Regions from separate parts of the Sus scrofa genome. Here all the other regions are linked to region 2. A link is a contact called in public HiChIP or PLAC-seq and promoter capture Hi-C data. All regions are on one chromosome and are shown on one strand. Each heading gives the region's core, a stretch centred on a gene start, on an enhancer-like site or on the middle of the called end of the contact. The rest is flanking DNA. Distances are from core to core; before and after follow the strand shown. Region 1 holds the start of SKA3 (spindle and kinetochore-associated protein 3). Region 2 holds the start of CRYL1 (crystallin lambda 1). Region 3 holds the start of ZDHHC20 (probable palmitoyltransferase ZDHHC20). Region 4 holds the start of XPO4 (exportin-4).

Region 1 (2,755 bases), core at 230-2,729, 400 kb after region 2:
CACAGTGTAAATATTTTTAAATGGCTGGAAAAGTCTTCATAATTAAAGTAAAAGGAGTCTATATTTACAGGATGCAATATTTTAAGGCAATGATGACACAAAATAATCTCAAAATGTGAACTACACTTTTTTTTTTTTTTTTTTTTTGTCTTTTTGCTATTTCTTGGGCCGCTCCCGCGGCCTGTGGAGGTTCCCAGGCTAGGGGTCGAATTGCAGCTGTAGCCACCAGCCTACGCCAGAGCCGCAGCAACTCAGGATCCGAGCCGCGTCTGCGACCTACACCACGCCGGATCCTTAACCCACTGAGCAAGGGCAGGGACCGAACCCACAACCTCCTGGTTCCTAGTCGGGTTCGTTAACCACTGCGCCACGACGGGAACTCCAAAATGTGAACTACTCTCGCAACAACTTTTTAAAAAGTCTCTAATACAGAGAGTTCCCGTCATGGCGTAGTGGTTAACGACGCCAACTAGGAACCATGAGGTTGCGGGTTCGATCCCTGCCCTTGCTCACTGGGTTGGCGATCCAGCGTTGCCGTGAGCTGGGGTGTAGGTCGCGGACGCGGCTCGGATCCCGCGTTGCTGTGGCTCTGGCGTAGGCCGGGGGCTACAGCTCCGATTGGACCCCTAACCTGGGAACCTCCATATGCCGCGGGAGCGGCCCAAAAAATGGCAAAAAGACAAAAAAAAAAAAAAAGTCTCTAATACAACGTTAGTGGTGGAAAATTTTGCTTTACTCATATTTTAAAAAGCCGTATGGAGTACTAGTGTTCGGGTTGGCAATAAGATTTGTTGGGAAAAATACTGACATTCACAGCAGCTGTGGACCATTTGGACGAGACAACAATGCTGAAGAGCCGCTGCAAGAGAAACATTTCGTCCTCTCCTCTGTTTCTGTGGATAAGCACACACCCTAAGTGACTTGAGAGCGAACAACGTGTAAATGAGCATGGGCAGCATCAGCCCAACCTGCTTGCTCAATTCCGACTTTGGTTCCTAAGCGCCATTGCTTTTTTCGTCTCCACAAAACACAGCGCCGCGTTCCGGGCGGGGCAGAGGCTGCGCAAGCGCGCTGGACTGCCTCGCGGATAACCGAGGGGAGGACGCGGCCGCTCCCGCGCCGCCGCCGCAGCCTCCGCCGCAGAGCGCTCTTCCGAGTCAACAGGGTTCCTCCCGCAGCCTCACTCACCGCTGTCCTCTCCGTCCAGCGCTCGCTGCAGCCGGGCCGTCTCGCCGTCCAGGGTGACGGCCAGAGACCGCAGCTTTCCGCAGAAGCCTCGGATCAGGTCCACGGACGTCCCCATCGCTCGGCCTTAGCGCCCGCGCCCGTTTGAATCCCAGCTTCCGAAGCGCCACTGGCTCCGCGAGTCGCGCGAGGTTCCTCTCGCGAGAGCTGAGGATTCGCGCGAGGAAGCGGGCGGCGCGCTTCCGGCTTCCGGCGTCGTGCCGGCCCCTGTGCGGAGGGCGTCTCCGAGGCGCGCGGCTGGTGAGTGGGGAGCGCGGTCGCGCTCGGACTGGGGCTCTGGGCGGCGGCGGGGCGCCCCTCTTCCCTTGGCGGCGCGCCGCCAGCTCCCCGCTTCCGTTCCCTCCGCAGGCACCATGTTCCTGACCGCGCTCCTGCGCCGTAACCGCATCCCCGGCCGGCAGTGGATCGGGAAGCACCGGCGGCCGCGGCCCGTCTCCGCTCAGGCGAAGCAGAACATGATCCGCCGCCTGGAGACCGAGGCGGAGAACCAGTACTGGCTGAGCCGGCCCTTCCTCACGGCCGAGCAGGAGCGCGGCCACGCCGCGGTGCGCAGGGCGGCCGCCTTCCAGGCCCTCAAGGCGGCGCAGGCGGCGCGCTTCCCCGCGCACCGGCGGCTGGAGGAGCAGCTCGGCCACCTGCTCGTGACCCGGAAGTGGTCGTGACGCCAGGCCGGCCGGCGGCGAGTCCCGCTGCGGCGCGGAGCCCCCGCCCGTCGGCGCCCCTGCCCCGCGGGGACGCGGAAGGGCGCCTTTGCAGTCAAACCTACTCCTAAGAGCGGCCTTTTCTTCTGAGATGCGCTGGTCAAAGCGGACGTTAAAATGAAAAGGTGTTTAAAAAGAAGAGTTGGGATACAGTTAATCAGTTCTCCAGTTGAAGATGTTCCCGTCTTTCAGCCAGCCTTCTTCTGAATGTAATAAAAATAGTCAAAGAGTTCCCGTTGTGGCTCAGTTGGTTAAGAACCTAACTAGCTCCATGAGGATTCGGGTTCAGCCCCTAGCCTCACTCACTACGTTATGGATCCCGTGTTGCTGCAACCTGCGGTGGCGGTGGCTGTGGTGTAGACTGGCAGCCGTGGCTCTGATTTGACCCCTAGCCTGAGAACTTCATATGCTGTGGGTGTGGATCTAAGAAGAAGAAAAAAAAAATTCAAAGGACCTAGAATTGCCAAAACAATTGTAAATTTCAAGAGTTATGCTAAAGTATCACATGAGTGGTGTTGCCATAAAAATAGGTGTATCAGTGGAATACACTGGAGAGTTTTTAAACAGACCCACCCACACACATAGTACACTATGTTAATTTTCAACAACGAAAAATTTTCAACAGAAACATAGGTAACTCAGTGGAGAAAGTATCTTTTTCAACACATGGTGCTGGAACAAATGAGTATTCATATGCAAAAATTTTAACTGATCTACATCTCACGTCATATACCAAAATTAGCTCAAAACATCATGGACTAAATATAAAACCTAAAACTTACAAAACTTCTCATGGAAAACCATGACCT
Region 2 (2,700 bases), core at 184-2,683:
TGGACTCCGCGGGTCCCCTCAGGGGTTTTCAGATGGTAAACACTACAGGACGCACCTGGATCTGAGGCTTAGTTACCGCTGATGCTGAGGAACCACGGGTACGGAGGGCCGACTGTAAGTTATACTGGATTTTCCAATGCGAATGGACCCGCGAGTGGCTCGAGGGGCACCTGTACTGTCGGCTCCAAACGTCACTAAGCCTTTGTGGGGAGCTGGCAGGCCACCATTCCGAGGCCTAGCTGATAGACACTTGACCCCGGGACAAAAGGTGCAAGGCAAGCATGGCGCCCACACCCAGCACAAAGTGCACCTGTTTATATTCCTTCGCTAGGCAGCCACCCACCCACGTGCCTGGAGGGGACACAGACACACACAATTGCCCTGTCCGAGTAAATGCTGACCCAGAGCACACGCACCCTGCATACATGGGCTCTGAGGAGAGACCCAGACAAGGATGTGTTCTCAGGACCTGCTGTGACCAGGGCCAGGCAGGCAGGACCTCGGCAGCGGAGCCCGACAGACCTGGAGCCTCCCGGAAGGAGCGTCTAAGGATCAAGAGCAAGCGTGGAAAAGCGGGCGGATTGCTGTCATTGCCTGCCAACGGGAAGGGGCACAGAAACGCCTTTCTTTTCTTGTTTTTAAAATGAAAATAGCAGGAGTTTTAAAAGAGGGATGGGGGAGGTTCCGTCGTGGCGCAGTGATTAACGAATCCGACTAGGAACCACGAGGTTGCCGGTTGGATGCCTGGCCTTGCTCAGTGGGTTAAGGATCCGGCGTTGCCCTGAGCTGTGGTGTAGGTTGCAGACGCGGCTCGGATCCCGAGTTGCTGTGGCTCTGGAGTAGGCCGGCGGCTACAGCTCCGATTGGACCCCTAGCCTGGGAACTTCCATATGAAAGTTCAGAAAAAGGCAAAAAAAGAAAAAAAAAGAAAAGGATGGGAGCAAACCAGAAAACCGTGGACGGAAGTTAGACTGCCAACCTGACACACACGCTGCGGCAAACAGGGACCCCCCCCCCCCGGATCCGACGCCGTCGCCACCCCCAGGCGCGCATTCCCACCTCGCAATCCGATCTCAGGGCGGCAAACTGCACCCGCCGCACGTGACCCTCCCGCCGAGCCCCCGGGCGCCCATCCCTCCGACGAGAACACGCGGGTGCGGCCCCGGGGCCCGATAGCCCCTCACCCACTCGCAGTGCCCACCGACACCGTCCCTGCTCCGCCTGCCACCGCATCGCACGCAGCCTGGCTGTACCGGGAGCCAACTCGCCGCGCCTCGCCGTGCGCCCCGGCCCGCGCAGGTGGCGACCGGGCCACCCGCCTCCCTCGCGGGCGCGCAGGCTCGACCCCTTACCTGCCCACCACCGCCACCCCGTCGGCCGTCGAGGACGCTGACGACGCCATGGCCCGCACCGTGCCAGAGCCAACAGCTGCCGCGCGCGCCACCCGGGCACTGGCTCCGCCCGCGCCGAAGGGCGACAGGGCTCGGCGGGGCCTGGCCCGTGGGTGGGGCGCGGGCGGAGCCTCCACCTCTCCACGCCCCGCGCGCGCGCGCGCAGGGGCCCCGGGCCGGGCGGCGGGGGCGCGCCTTGTACTCGGGGCGGCGACGGAGGGGGGCGCGGGGAGCGGCCTGGCCCATCGGGCGCGCGCGGAACGTCCCCCTCCGCTCGCCCTGGAGCGCGCACGGGGGGGGGGGGCGGACCACGTGCTCCGGCCGCTGCGCGCTCCAGGAATTCGCTTTGCTTTGCTTGACTCCCCCACCACCACCCCGCGCCCCTAGAGTCATTGCACCGGGAGGGGCCACCTGCAGGCCAGGACCAGGCGCGACCCCTCAAAGACCCTCCAAAATTATCACTCGGGTTTCCTTCCCGTTTGAAGAGTTTAGCACCACTTCCGTCCACACGACCAGCGCAGGCGTAAGCCGAGGACCGACCCTGCTGAGTTCAGTTCATCATTCAGTTCTGGGAAGACCTGCCTCTCTCCGAGGGTGAGGCCGCGGCCCAGGAGCCTTGGGGCCGCAGAGGAAGCGCGGGTGGGCGGTCTGCCAGCCGAGGGCTGTGGGGCCGCCGCAGGGAGGGCCGCAGCGCGGAGCTGTGCTTCCTGCTCCGGGGCCCTGAGCTGCTTCTGTCCCCGAAGAAGGAAATGTCACCGTGCCACATCACACGTCCCGTGACAGCGTGTCCGCAGCGCACAAGCAGGGAAACGCCGGTCCTCCGGGTCAAGGCCCTTAGGCAGCGCTTGAGCGGCAACTCGGGTGGCAAACGGAGCCCCTCCTGTCTTCCCCGGTCGGGAGCAGAAAAGGGGTGTCTTACAGAGTCGGGTAACGGAGTGTCTGTACGCACCTGCATGTAGAGACACACTTGTATACTCCTCTACAGTATTTCTGTCACCTTGCACAAAATACCAGAATTTTTATTCGGAGGCATTTATGTATTTATTTATTTTTCTCTTTTTAGGGCTGCACCGCGGCATATGGAGGTTCCCAGGCCACTGGCCTACACCGAAGCCACAGCAACGCCAGATCCGAGCCGCATCTGCGACCTACCCCACAGCTCAGCAACGTCAGATCCTTAAGCTACTGAGCGAGGCCAGGGATCGAACCCGAGTCCTCAGGGATGCTAGTCAGATTCACTTCTGCTGAGCAGATACGGGACGACCTATGCTGAGGTATTTAGCTGAAGGACATGAGAATTTAGTTCACT
Region 3 (2,700 bases), core at 54-2,553, 480 kb after region 2:
CAGTAACAGGTAAACGCAGGGTGGAAAGACGTGAGTCACGTTCCGTAGCCACTCAACAACCGTGTGACCTAGTCACACTCATTTCCTACATCTGCTCAGAGACGTGAGAAAGACAGATGCTCCCTCCATCCCCACCAGCGCATTCACGTTCCTTTCCCATCCGATTCGATGTCTCCTTTTGATACTTCTGACGACCATCTATAGGTTAAACGTGCGACTTCAACCTACGTGCACCCTGCAGTGTTCCTGCAGAGGCTTTGCTTCGAAACCATTAAGGACTTGGGAGAGGGAGGGTACAATAACCGGACAGAATTAAATAGGACTGGCACAACTGGGAATAAATGCTCTCACTTCAGAGTAAATAAGTATCATCACAAGCTGAGGACCTTCCTCTGAGCATCTCTGGAAGCAGCTGTAAGAAACTAAGAAACACCTAAGTCTAGCCAGCTTCAACTGATTCAAACATTCCTGACACATGTTTTGGTATCAAAACGGAGGAAAGTAAACAATCTTCAACAGACTACCGCCCCATCTTGACTTGAAAACGTGTTCCGCAACTAACTTCTTCTGGCAGGGACAGCTTTCTTCGAAATTAAATGTTCCATAGGTTCGAAACAATGTTCTTAAAATTTTTCGTCTGAAAACGTCCCCTCAAACCTGAGCAGAGCATTCCCTTCCACGTGGAGCGCCCGCCGGGGGCTGCGCCAACGCGGGCCCGGGACGGGGGTCCCCGCGCGGCGCTTCCGCGTAGGCGCGTCCTCCGCCCCGACGGCGCGCGTCTCCCCAAGCGTCCCCTCCCTCCAGAGAACTGCCCTCGGTGTCGCCCACACTGGTCCCCGCGGGGTCCCGGGACCCGATGGGCTTCCAGGAAGGAGGCGCGGAGGAGCCGCGGCTGCCGCCGCTCAGGCCCGCCGCCTCCCGGAACAAACGGGTCGCAAGCGGCTGCGCCCGGCTCGGGCGGACACGGCCCGGCGGACGCTGAGAGCGCCCTGCCCACCGCGCGCGCCTGCGGGGCCGACGCCCGGGGCGACTCCGGGGCCCCGCCGGGTACTCACACACGCAGAGCTCCACCACGTACGCGTAGTAGGACCACACGACCACGAAGGTGATGAAGAGCACCGGCACCCAGCCCACGCTGCGCTGGCAGCAGCGCCACAGCGTACAGGGCGCCATGTTCCGCCGGCGGCCGCGGCACCCAGCGGCCCGGGGTGGCGGGGCGCGCCAAGCCCCCGGCGGCGGCGGCGGCTGTGGCGGCGGCGACTTGGACGCTCCCGGAGGCTCGGCGCCCTGCTCGGCGCCCCGCCCCCGTCCCCGCCGCGACCCCTCCCCTCGCCGCGTCGCGCCCGGCCCCGCCCCAGTCCCGCAGTGCGTCTGCGCCGCGGCCTGGAGGCGGGGCCGCGCGGGCGGGAGTCCGCAGCGGAAGAGGCGGGGCAGAGGACGGCGGAAGTGGGCGGAGGGGGCGCGCAGGCGTGGTGCGCACCGCCTCCTGGCGGCCCGCGGGGTCCGGCGAGGCCCGGGTGAACAGAGGTTCAGGCTTGGAGGCTCCCGGCGGGGACCCGCGAGCCGCGCGGGCTGCAAACCCTGGGATTTGCACGTACCTCTCCGATTAGGACTCCCGCGCTTTGAAATCGTTTGCTCGCGATTCGGGCGGAACCCCTCCGTTTTCGAAGATGGAAGCCTTTAGCCAATGTGATGTGAAACCCACATTTGGGATTGAATTGCGATGGGGCAACAACCCTCTCCCTAACCACCCCCCCCAAGACGGCTGAAATTTCCAGAATTCGTTTAAACTAGAAAATCATTTATAAATAATGCCTGGAATCATGGAGGAACCTACAAGTATCCTTTCCGGATTCCAGAAGCGACAGATTGCCTGCACACATTGCGTCCGTGACCGCATCTGGAACGGGCCTTATCTCGGCTGAAGTGTTGGTGTTGGTGTCCCAGGAAGGGGAGGCATTTACCCTACCTGCGGAGTGGACATTCTCCGCCTCTGGATAATGCTTTCATGTTAAAGCATGCAAACCACAGTGGACAACATGTATGACAGGCCATAAAACAGGCTGCTCCAGTGCCAAATCATGTGTTAACTGGCCAAATCATGAGTAAGCCCAAATGCTTCCCCACTGCAGTATGAGAACCTTTCTTCCTTCAGGATGGTGGCTTTTAACAGAGACTGGAGACCATGGGGCAGGTCTCCACCCTGGTACTGGAGCAATGCTGGCAGCCTGAGGCCTCGAGCTGCATAATCCCCATTTTTACTGCCAGCCAGGAACTTCAAAATGCCCTTTTAAAAGTTCTGGTTGTCAGCTGAGAGCCAGGGGAGAAAAAAGGCCACTAGAGGTAGGTGGGAAGACTTCAGGCGAGGTTTCCATTTCCGGAAGTCATGTAGCTGTGAATATGGAAAGAACGAAGAAGGAAAAAACCCACAAACTCACAAATTTAGAATTAAACCACAATTCCAAAACACAGTGGAATCTAATACTGAGAAAGGATGCCAATAAAAACAATAAGGACTTGAATTCACTGAAATTAATTTTATGAAGCAATCTCACAAAAACGTAAAAACAATATATGGCAGGAGTTCCCATTGTGGCTCAGTGGAAAAGAATCCTACTAGGAACCATGAGGTTGCGGGTTGGATCCCTGGCCTTGATCAGTGGGTTAAGGATCCAGGTGTTGCCCTGAGCTGTGGTGTAG
Region 4 (2,700 bases), core at 158-2,657, 280 kb after region 2:
TCAGGCCAATGATGAAGGTCGCTGATTTTATCTTATCAATAGAAAAACTAAAGCAACCGTTTTTTGGGTCAAAGCCTCCTTCCAAAGTCTGAAAAATATGGGGCCTTTAGCTCCTGGAAATTTTTCAGTTACTTCAGGAAATGGTATAAGGCAGAGATTTTTAAAACTCATATTAAGGAGAAGAGTAGCTAAGTTTTTCTAGACTTAAGTTGCAAGAATCTGAAAATGTTATCTAGTCAAGTTTGTGATAAAACAATTTACTCTGCCCATAAGGCAGCAAGTAAATCCTGCTTTTGATAAGACGTCTCAGTTTTATGAGCTACCTGGTGTTGTGCGTGAAAACCAAACTTGATAAACAGAACTACAAACGATGCTAGATTTAGTTCAAATCTTTTTAAATGTGATGCTTGAACACATAATCCAAACACCGGAACCCAAAGGGGGAAAGAAGATGCAAAAAAGTAAGGAATCTGGCTGCATTCAATTCTTAGAAAGGCTGATTCAATTCAAGTAATCAAATAAGCCTCTAACTTCCAATAAAAATCTACAAACACCAAAGTCGTGGTTTACAAAAACAAAACTGGCCCTGCAAATGCAGAGCTCACTGAGTAGGTGAATACAGTTTATCCTTCCTTCTACTCCCTGCGTGGAAGGCTTTATCCTTTGACTTAGCCTTACCTGCACTGTTGAAGAAATAACCTACACTCCAAGTCGTTCCTTGTGTTGTAGTTTAAGAAAAAAGTCAAAGAGGCCCGTAGATCCAACTCTCCTCAATGCGCGAGCCACAGGCAGCTCTATAGTTAACCCAGTTTTGCCCCAATGACCTTGGTCCCTAACACTCTCCTCTCTCCTTCCTGTCGGTCCTTCCACGTGCGGCCGGCTGCGGTTGCCCAGCCGCGGCTGCAGATCGGAGAACGCCCTCAGGAACCCGAAGGCACAAGGGGAACAGGAGCTGCTAATAGCACCCGAGCCTGGACAGCCCTTCGCCGCCTGCACCGACTCCCCAGCGGCGCGCACAAGCCCCCGACCCGGCTCCCGCCTCCCCTCGACCCCGCACGGTGAGGGCAGTGGCACAGGAACCCGCTTTCCTTCGGTGCCCCCGTTCCGCGGCGCGGCTGGGGCGCCGGACACCCGGAGAAGGGACAGTCCGGCAAGGGGCTCAGAGGCGGACGCACAGCCGGAGGCAAGAGTCCTGCGCCACGCCACCGCCGCCTCCTCCAGCTCCAGGCTCCCGGGAGGCCCCGGCCAGTCGCCAGCCCGGCGGGTGAGAAGGCCGAGAGCGGCAGGGTGGCCAGAGGCCGCGGGCGCGGGGCGCGGGGGTGCGGCCACTCACCATCAGAACTTTGGCCGCGTTCTCCAGCTGAGCGATCACTTCTGGGGGCCCCAGCGCCGCCGCCATCATGGTCTCTCTTCAATGACGCGCCATGCGCTGCATTCTGGGAGCGGGCGCCGGGCCGGCCAATCGCACGGCGCCCCGGGCTCGCGCGCTCCCGCCGGAGCCGTCGCCGCCGCCGACGTCGACGCGGGGTCGCGAGGTCGCGGGGTCAGGGTGGCCGGCGGGAGCTTGCTTCCCCGGCACCAGCCCGACCCGGCGCGCTTCCCGCCGCCTCTCCCGACGGCGCTTCCGACCCCTCCGTGTCCTCTGCGCCGCGGCCGCGTTCCCGACGGGGAAAGCGGCCTGCAGGGCCCGCGGCCGGGTTCGTCTCCGAGCCCCCCCGGGAAGCGCATCCCGTGCCCGCGGTTCCCTTTCCGGGCCGCCCCGCCGGCAGCGAACCGGCAGGAACCCGGCCTGGAGGCCTGCGTTCGGAGAACGCGCTACTCGCGTTTGTTGTGCGAGGACCTCGGCAGAGTGATGTCAGGTGTGGACTCCGGCGGAAAGGTCCGTCCGCGGATCGCAGAGCCCCTTTCCCTCCCCCTGGACCTGAGAGCAGCTGCTGCCGAGTTCAAACCAGCTTTAACCGTTAGGAACCTTGTTTGGACGAGGAGCGTGTTTTGTTCCGAGTTGACATCTACTTGCTCTAAGCTTCTACTGTACCGTAAACTTTTGGGGGCCGTTCTGCTTCTTGGGGCCACACAGAAAGTCAAACTTTACTTCAGTGTTTGTAAGCGTCCTGTTGAAATTTCTTTTTCCAGTTAAAAGTAAGCCATGTTTTGGAGGGGGGTTTTTTGTTTTGTTTTTTTGGTTTTTTGTCACTGCAACAGAACTGTATTATTAGCTCCACTGAAAAATGGGTTTCTTAACTTGGCATCTCTGCAGCTTGAGCTTGAGGAAGTGAATTAACAAGGTTTTTATTGTTTGAGAAATAAAGTACCTTTTATTTCATTACCAAGGTCACAGTGAGTGCAGTTAAGGGCCTTTTTTACTCTGTTGTGCGGTTAACCTAGTGACTCACAAATAGAACACATTCACTAATATTTCACTAAGGACTGGTGGTTGGGATTTAATGATTTTTCGACTTTTCTCTGGTGTGAAAGCAGTACCTGTTCATTAGAAGCTGTGCTTGAAGTAAATAAGCTCTGTGACAGAGACTGATATGAGGGAGTTACCGCTGTGGCACAAACAGGGTTGGCAGAGGCGTCTTGGAAGGCTGGGAGGCAGGTTAAATCCCAAAGTGGAGTAAGGATTCTGCGTTGCTACAGCTGTGGCTTAGATCAAGACTGCGGCTAAGATGTGATACCTGGCCACGCAGACTCCATATG

The links. Promoter capture Hi-C pulls out the DNA fragments that hold promoters and counts their contacts. HiChIP or PLAC-seq counts read pairs in DNA pulled down with a chosen protein or histone mark.
Region 1: a contact with region 2 is called in an H3K27ac HiChIP or PLAC-seq map of alveolar macrophages. The contact joins the promoter of SKA3 here to the promoter of CRYL1 in region 2. A contact is called at or near these places in 2 of 5 promoter capture datasets (fetal liver and fetal skeletal muscle) and 1 of 2 datasets of contacts at active chromatin or transcription factors (alveolar macrophages).
Region 3: a promoter capture Hi-C map of fetal liver shows a contact between it and region 2, with 6 times the contacts expected there. The contact joins the promoter of ZDHHC20 here to the promoter of CRYL1 in region 2. A contact is called at or near these places in 1 of 5 promoter capture datasets (fetal liver), 16 of 47 Hi-C or Micro-C datasets (alveolar macrophages, blood, brain and 9 more) and 2 of 2 datasets of contacts at active chromatin or transcription factors (alveolar macrophages and skeletal muscle).
Region 4: an H3K27ac HiChIP or PLAC-seq map of alveolar macrophages shows a contact between it and region 2. The contact joins the promoter of XPO4 here to the promoter of CRYL1 in region 2. A contact is called at or near these places in 4 of 47 Hi-C or Micro-C datasets (fetal heart ventricle, fetal liver, heart right ventricle and 1 more) and 2 of 2 datasets of contacts at active chromatin or transcription factors (alveolar macrophages and skeletal muscle).

What each region holds. Positions count from the first base shown.
Region 1 is chr11:1,319,653-1,322,407 of Sscrofa11.1, forward strand. SKA3 (spindle and kinetochore-associated protein 3) reads right to left here and starts at 1,480. Exons shown (of 9, transcript XM_021065445.1): 1 at 1,189-1,480. The coding sequence starts at 1,303. It overlaps MRPL57 (ribosomal protein 63, mitochondrial), which reads left to right and starts at 1,194. Exons shown (of 2, transcript XM_021065451.1): 1 at 1,194-1,485; 2 at 1,594-2,177. The coding sequence starts at 1,599. The coding sequence ends at 1,907.
Region 2 is chr11:923,732-926,431 of Sscrofa11.1, forward strand. CRYL1 (crystallin lambda 1) reads right to left here and starts at 1,434. Exons shown (of 8, transcript NM_213881.1): 1 at 1,353-1,434. The coding sequence starts at 1,402.
Region 3 is chr11:1,404,556-1,407,255 of Sscrofa11.1, forward strand. ZDHHC20 (probable palmitoyltransferase ZDHHC20) reads right to left here and starts at 1,304. Exons shown (of 12, transcript XM_021065450.1): 1 at 1,056-1,304. The coding sequence starts at 1,173.
Region 4 is chr11:1,206,681-1,209,380 of Sscrofa11.1, forward strand. XPO4 (exportin-4) reads right to left here and starts at 1,408. Exons shown (of 21, transcript XR_002336598.1): 1 at 1,334-1,408.